Linked DNA regions of Rattus norvegicus: region 1 is linked to region 2. Evidence: chromatin contacts called from public HiChIP or PLAC-seq data. All regions are on one chromosome and are shown on one strand. Each heading gives the region's core, a stretch centred on a gene start, on an enhancer-like site or on the middle of the called end of the contact. The rest is flanking DNA. Distances are from core to core; before and after follow the strand shown. Region 1 holds the start of Tsga10 (testis specific 10). Region 2 holds the start of Cracdl (CRACD like).

The links. HiChIP or PLAC-seq counts read pairs in DNA pulled down with a chosen protein or histone mark.
Region 1: a contact with region 2 is called in an H3K27ac HiChIP or PLAC-seq map of oligodendrocytes, with 4 times the contacts expected there. The contact joins the promoter of Tsga10 here to the promoter of Cracdl in region 2. A contact is called at or near these places in 2 of 12 Hi-C or Micro-C datasets (frontal cortex and mammary epithelial cells) and 1 of 1 datasets of contacts at active chromatin or transcription factors (oligodendrocytes).

The regions. Positions count from the first base shown.
Region 1 is chr9:47,592,659-47,596,399 of GRCr8, reverse strand. Tsga10 (testis specific 10) reads left to right here and starts at 2,339. Exons shown (of 20, transcript NM_001393709.1): 1 at 2,339-2,393.
Region 2 is chr9:47,444,534-47,448,107 of GRCr8, reverse strand. Cracdl (CRACD like) reads left to right here and starts at 1,496. Exons shown (of 11, transcript XM_063268117.1): 1 at 1,496-1,864.

The DNA.
Region 1 (3,741 bases), core at 1,090-3,589, 150 kb before region 2:
TGTACTCATAGAGATCCTTCTGCCTCTGCCTCCTGAGTACTGGGATTAAAGGTATGTGCTACCACTGCCAGTTTAGACAGGCTATGTTTTATAATGGAAGACTTCTCTTTTAAAACATCAAACTTTCAGCAATAAAAAAATCAATTTTAATTTTTGTTGAGACTTATTTTTATCTATATCTGCCAGGTATGTGTGCACAGTGTGACTGCAGTGCCCGTGGAGACCAGAAGAGGGCAGCAGATCCTTTGTAACGGGAATTAGAGAGCTGTGAGTCATCTAAGCGATGCTGCGAATTGAGCCTGGGTCCTGTAGAAGAGCAGCATCAAGTGCTCTTAACCACTGAGCTAGCTTTCCAACCCCAAGTTTTTCTTTTTTGAAATGGGTCTCATGTAGCCCAGTGCATGCAGTTCAGGCTGACCTTGAACTCACTGTAGATGATACTGGCTTTGAATTCCAGATCCTCTTGCTTCTACCTCCCAAGCACTCTCACTCATTACAAACACTATGGCAAAGCCTGGCACCAGAAAACAGTTTTCAACTGAAGAACTGAGGCTGAATGATTTTCATAAAATAACCAAAAAATTTAAAGCTAAAATTTACAAAGACGTTAAAACTTACTGTTGCTCCCCACCCCAGATAAAAATTACAATCAATAAATGGGCTAACGAAATGGGCCATTCTCAAAAGAAGAAACATAAATGACCAGTAAATGTTTTGAAAAGTTCTGAACAGCATTAGCCATGGTTGGGGGGGGGGGGCGTGCAAATTAAGGTTTGTACCCTAAATCAGAAGGGCTATCATTGTGAAAACAAATTACAAGTGCTGGCAAGGATGTGGAGGAGCCCTTTCACAGTGCTGGAAGGCATGCAAACTGACGTGAACTCAGTGTGAAGACTTCTCAAAAAACTACACAGAGCTACCCGCGACCTAGAGTTACTGCTTCTGATACGCCCGGAGGCCTTCACACGCTACCACAGGGACACTTGACTATTTATTCCTGTTTATTGCTGCGCTATTCACAAGAGCCAGGGAATGGATCCGGCCTAAATATCCTGAACAGATGAACCAATAATGGGAGCATTGTACATATACGACGAAACTTGACTCTACCATAAAAACAAGTCACGAAATCTGCAGAAAAACGGACTTGGAAATTATTTTAAATGAGATAACAGACTCACGAAGTCAAAAGCCATTATGTTCTTGCATGCCGATTCTAGCTTTACATGTAGGGGGTAAATACGGGTGTGAATGTGGACATAGCTCACGAAACTACAAGGTGAGGCGGGAAAGAGTGGTTTGAGGGTAACAGAACACTGTGACATGAAAAAGGCAGGGACCACTGGGGTCACTGGAGTGGAACGGCAAGGGGAGTGGACAACAGAAACAAATTTTGAAGGCAAATGCCACAAAGAAACCTATTTACTTTGCGTCCTAATAAAATAAATAAAAACGGGGTAAAAAAAAAAACCTTCTGGCTAAGATGGGTAGAAGCGGTAACGCACTCACAAAAGCAGTATGACAAAATACTTTTCATGCTAAACTGAAAAAAAAAAAAACAATGGCAGCACAGCGCGGGGCTCATTTCCATTTAGAAAGATTCGAGATGCCATTTTAAGGCTCTCGAATAGAAAAAAAAATACGTCGGATAAGAAAAGGCCCAATTTTGCTCGCTGGTAGGAGCCAAACTCGGGGTAAAACCTTCAGATACAGTATTTAACATCTCACGAGGTTTTATATCCTTTCTTGATTTTCATTGCTAAGCGTGCTAGAGAGGACCGGCGTGTAGAACAGAAATGCCCGACTGGCATGGGGGAGATGAATGCTGGATCTGCCATTTCCCAGATCCATCCTGACCCGAGCAGACCCGTGGCACCAGGACAGATCGTCTCCCGCCAGGAAGCTGCGACAGGGTCCCCCACCTTAAGGCTCCCACAGCACAGCTTCCTGACGATGGCTGCGCACCGGAGCAGCTCTAGGGAGTAACCGCCTCCCTCAGCTAGAAACGCCTGGGGTTCCTGGGACCGCAGCAGGGGCGCCAGCGCCGGGCGACGGCCACCGCGCTTGCGCGTTCCGGCTACCTCCTCGCAAGCGCAGGCTGGAGGATGGTTACTAAGAGACTGGACGCACGGGTCGGCCATCACGGCGCTGCGTGGCCGTGCGCCTGCGCGGCGCGGATGGACCAGGAAAAGGCCTCAAGTCGGAGCCCTGACAGCTCGGGCCCGCTGCTGTCTACGTCGCTACGTGCTCGCTCGGGTGCGCGCGCACGATCCGTAGTTCCCCCCCCCACGAGAGGGCGTGTCGAGCCAAGTACGCGTGCGCACGGGGGCTAGGGCGCGCCGGACGGAAGTGGAGCGGAGGCGCCGGGGAGGTGGAAGGAGAGCCCCGCTCAGGTACAGAGCGTGAGGGCGGGGCGTCGGCCAGCCCCGAGCTAACCGCTCCCGCCCTCTTCCCGCTGCGCCCTGCCCAGCGCCGGCCTCCGCCGGGGCGGAGCCAGGGGGCGGGAAGAAGGAGACAGGGGCGGAGGATGGAGGCCGGGGTGGGGCTGGATCTCTGGCAAGGCCATAGGCCCCATAGTGGCCGGGATGAGCTCCGGGGAGGACGGTGGCCGCGGAGGCCAGGGGAGGGCTGCGGAGCTCCAGGGAGAAGCCTCGGAGGTGCGCTGGGCTAGAAGAGAGCCACTCCGGGGCGGCTGCAAGAGGGTGGGGAGAGCCTCACGGTGGCCCGGGGTGGGCATCGCTGTTTGGGCAGCTGTGTCGTGGGTAACCCGCCGGGTAGGATGGCTTCCAGGAGCAAAATTTACCCTAGTTTCTGGGGAGTTCATGGTTGAGCCCAGTTCCTATGGTGACCGCTTCGCTGCTGCCTGCCTCAGCTTGGTTGTTGGGGGACTGATTGCTTAGAGACACTGAGGTGAAGCTGTGGCATTTGGAAGTTTAGCCTGTCTGTTTCAGGACCCCCCAGTCTCTCCTCAATCTCTTCTTTATAGATTAGAAGGCAGATGAAGGGAGAAATTGAATTTTGCATGAAAAAAAAATCTCACAATCTCCTAGTTTGTACAGAGGAAAGGCAGGGTAGGCTGGTTTTTGTTTGAAAACTTATTCAAGACTCAAATAGGCATCTGTCATGCATTTAATATCTAAAAATGCCGACGTATATATGTACATAAGTATTTGTATATAATCTTCAGTCAACGATTTAGATTTTAAGAAAGGTTTGCACAAGTGACAGGGTTCGGTGTTTTCTTTAAGCCCCTGCAGACCTGCATGTCCCACGGTACTAGCTAGTCATTTTATTCTACTGGTTTTCAGGATTTCGAGTACATTTTGTTCACTTTCGGGAAATAAAGTCATAGTAATTTCGGAATAGAATAGGTTGTTAAGCTAAAGGGAAGTTATATTTAACTGTGCTTGAAGAACAAAACAATTGTATTTTAATTAAGCAATGAACTAAGTCCTTCTGTCTTAATTACTGGGAAAGAAATAATAAATATATTACATCAACCAATATTCCTTTCAAACCCCCAAACCTCGATATTATTTAATGGCAGTTTTAAAAACAGGTTTTACTTATTTTCCAAAGAAGAATCATTGCCGTAGCCCAGAATATAACCAGGCAAAGAGAGAGCCTCTGGGTTCTGTTTTCAGTCTAATGTCTCATTTGTTTAAAAATCATTTGGTTTTAAAGTTTTCCACAAGTAGAGGCCATTAAAACAGGTGTAATTTATTCCCTAACAAGTCACAT
Region 2 (3,574 bases), core at 247-2,746:
GAAGAACCGGTGGACAGGATCTCTGAGAACCAGAGATGTCCACGAAGGTGGAAGTCCCTGGGAGTCTCCTGTAGGCAGCTCTTCTTCCTCACAGCTCCTCCTTAGCTTTCCCTGTTGCCAACCCAGTCACCACATTCCCAACCACATTCTATTTTGGGTGTTGACACCGAGTTCTAAGCCTTAGCTAATCACCGAGATCCTGTAGGTTTTTTTGTCCTCTGAAACCCTCCTGGAACTTCAAAAGCCACCCACAAGCACAGACGAATAAAGCCAGAGGCTTCTGATAGCCTGGAAACAAAATTCTTAGGTTAGAAAGGCAAGTTACAGAGTCAATAAATATTTAGCGGTTATAGCCATGCAGAATACACGTGGATCTGAACAGCAAGCAGCAGCAGGCTCAAGGCAGGTGAGGGCACGGGTTTGCCTAGTTCAGTTTAGCTTGAGGATTTCAAACAAGGCAAACACACACACCTAACCAATTCATTTGCTCCTCTGTGAGTCACCTGCCTATTGCGAGTGGTTGTCAATTTGGAGTCTGATTCATGATTTGTTTATGTTCTTAGAGGGAATTAATTTCATTTAACTATCAAAGGAGACTTTTAAGTGACAAGCTTGAACCAAAGGGATCGATAACACCTAAAAGTTAAAGAAGCAACTAACGTCCTTTCAGGTGTCCGAGCAAATGAGACCTATCCCCAGGTTCTTTCTCGGTCTTCCTATTTTGTTTGGGATTTTTTGTCTCATTTTAAAGCCAGCTGTGGAAAAAGACTTTTCAAGATAGAGTTGCAAGTGTGTGCTTCTTGGGTTCTCAGTGTCCCTGATCCAGAGTAATCAGCCCCAAGAATTCCTCTAGATCTGACAATAGCCCTCTTAACATCGCTGGGAAGTCAGAACTCAGGGACCACTCCACTCCAGTGCCACTGTCTGATGGGAGGATTCTTTTCCACCTGGGGCTCCTGCTATTGAGGCTTGGGCGCCCTGCTGGGGCTCAGCTGATATTCCTTGTACTTCATCCCTGCCGATGACAGTGTCAGCAGGCCAAAGTGGGACTCTTTCTGTAGGTAGCTAGCTGATGAGCTAAGCAGGTAGGTATTCAAGGCCAGTGCGTTTCTTCTCCAAATGGGCCAGCAGCTCCCCAGTTAGATGAGGGAGTGGGGGTGGGGAACGAGGCTGAGATCTCTCCTTCAGCTTTTTATACCACACTTGCCAGGATCACAGCAATGATTCACCTAGAGACGGGGCGGCAGTTTCCCCCATTAGCCTTCAGACGCTCGGACCCATAAGGTTACGAAACAACTTTTACTTTTATCCATATGTGCACGTCCCTCCCTGCCACCCGGGCGCCCACTCTCCGAGGCCAAGGTGGCAGGGAGGTGGCGCGCAGGAGCCGCGATCGTGGGCGTCCTCGTCCCGGCCGGGGTCCCCGGGTCCTCGGACCTCACGTAGTCAGAAGCCAGCCAAGCTCCCAGCTCTGCAGCGCCGCCGCGTGGGGTGGCCAGGGTCCCGCGTGCCCGGCGGGAGAGGCGCGGGGGAGGCGCGCGGGCCTGGGCGGCGCGGAGCAGAGCTGAGCAGAGCGGAACAGCCGCGTCCGCCCCCGCCGGGCCGCGCGCAGCCGAGCCCGGAGCCGCGAGCGCGCGCCCAGCGCAGGGCCAGCGCGGCCGCCCGAGGGTCGCGTCCGCGTCCATCCCCCGGCCGCAGACCCTGCGGTCCTCGCGCCCTACCGCCACCTGCTGCGCGACGCCGCTGGCTCTCGACTCTGCAGCTGGGGGTCAGCGCGCACCCCGGCAGAGCAGCCCCACGCGTGTCCCCGCGGACTGAGCCCTTCTCGTCACGCTCGCCACGCACGGCCACGCTCCGGTGCCAGGTACCTGGGACGGTCTGAAGTGGCGTGGGCACGCAGCACGCGTGGAACGCAGACCCAGGGAGGTTGGAGGGAGCAAGGTTGGGGGGAAGAGTCTGACGCGTTCCTGAAGTCGCGTCCGGACGTGGAGCTGGGGAGGTGGTGGCGAGCAGAGCTCAGGTAGTCCCTGGCCCTTTGGACGCGGGACCCACGCCACCCCTGTAGGGGCCACGTCCACGACACCATGGTCGGTGGGGCCAAGAAAAGCCAGACGCGCAAGTGCCTAAAGTTTTCCTCTGAGCGCTTTGCTGGACTTAACTTTGAAATGGGAGGCAGACCTGAGCAGTTTAACCAGTTTTAACACTAACAGAGGGAGAGGGGGAGCAGGGCTTGCTGCCCGCATTTCAGTTCTTAGTACCAGAGGCATAATCGCGTCTGTCTCCAAGGGCCACGGCGAGGGAGACAGTGAACACACTGACTGTCTTCCTTATGCTTCGGGTCATGGTTTATTTAACAGGCTTGGGGCTTAGGTTACAAGGCACCAGAGGGGATTCTGAGTTTAATCTTAGACATAATCAGGATTTGAATCAACAAATATTTGTTGAGCAGTCATTTACTAACCGGCAGGACTTCGTTTTCGGTATGAGGTAGGTAGGTGTACATGTGCTGAGAGGCGGAGTAGTTACCCAAATGAGCAAGCATTTGTTTTTTGAAATGCAAGGGAATAGGAAGACCGCGGTGTGACTGGACTTGTTGCCTGCAGGTGGCCAGTTGGCACCGTGTCAGGACTGAACCAGAAAATCTAAGCGGGACACAGGCACCTGTGTTTGCCTCTCTCTTGGGAGCCCACCTCGCACCTTCCAGAACTATTTTAAAGTAAGCCCCTCCTTTGGTGGAGGCTGGAACTTCCTTTCATTTACCTAAATACATAGCAACCACGAACTAGAATCTCAGCCCTGATGTTCCCTGGGAACTAAGTCGTGCTGACACACACCTGAGATGACTGAGGATCAAGATCACCTCAAGAGCTCTTTGTGATTATAAAATGGTGGCGAGAAAGCTCCGTGGGGGGTGGGTGGCTGAAGATGTCTGCCCCATGTTGAGCTGGGCTGAATTCCAGGCTCGATCCTAGTGTTGTGCAATTCCATATTGGAGCATGAGACAAGACCAAGAGATCAGGAAGACTGACCCCGTCCTTTACTTAAGATTGAGGTATTTTGTAACATCATGGATTTTCATATTTATTTTAAATGCTTCAAAATGTTGCATTTAACATTTCTAGTAGCATGGCTGACTTTTTTCTTTCTTTCTTTCTTTCTTTTTTTTTTTTTTTTTTTTTTTTTTTTTGTAACCTGAGAGGCGTTCTCTTGGACTCGCTGTGGTTCTAGATTTGTTTCAGCTTCTCCAGCAGCCTCTCCCCATTTATAGAATTGGTGTAATAGCCCATAAGGGGAGTATCCATCCATAGCTGTTGCGTGGCTGTGCTGCAGGAGCTGGTGAGGGTGTGAATTTTGGCGCGTGGTAGGCTGTCTGCTAGGGTGGTCGGGCTAGGAGCATCAGCACTCAGCCTGGTTCTTTGGGCCTTATCAAATCGCGCCTCAAATCTGTCTACTTGGATCTTTATGGAGAAGGGGAGAAGTGGCAGCATTCTGCCTGTGTGCCCACCTCTAGATCCCTGTCCTGAAGGCTCTGTGGTGATGGATTTTATGAGATGGTCCCCCCTGCACTGGATTA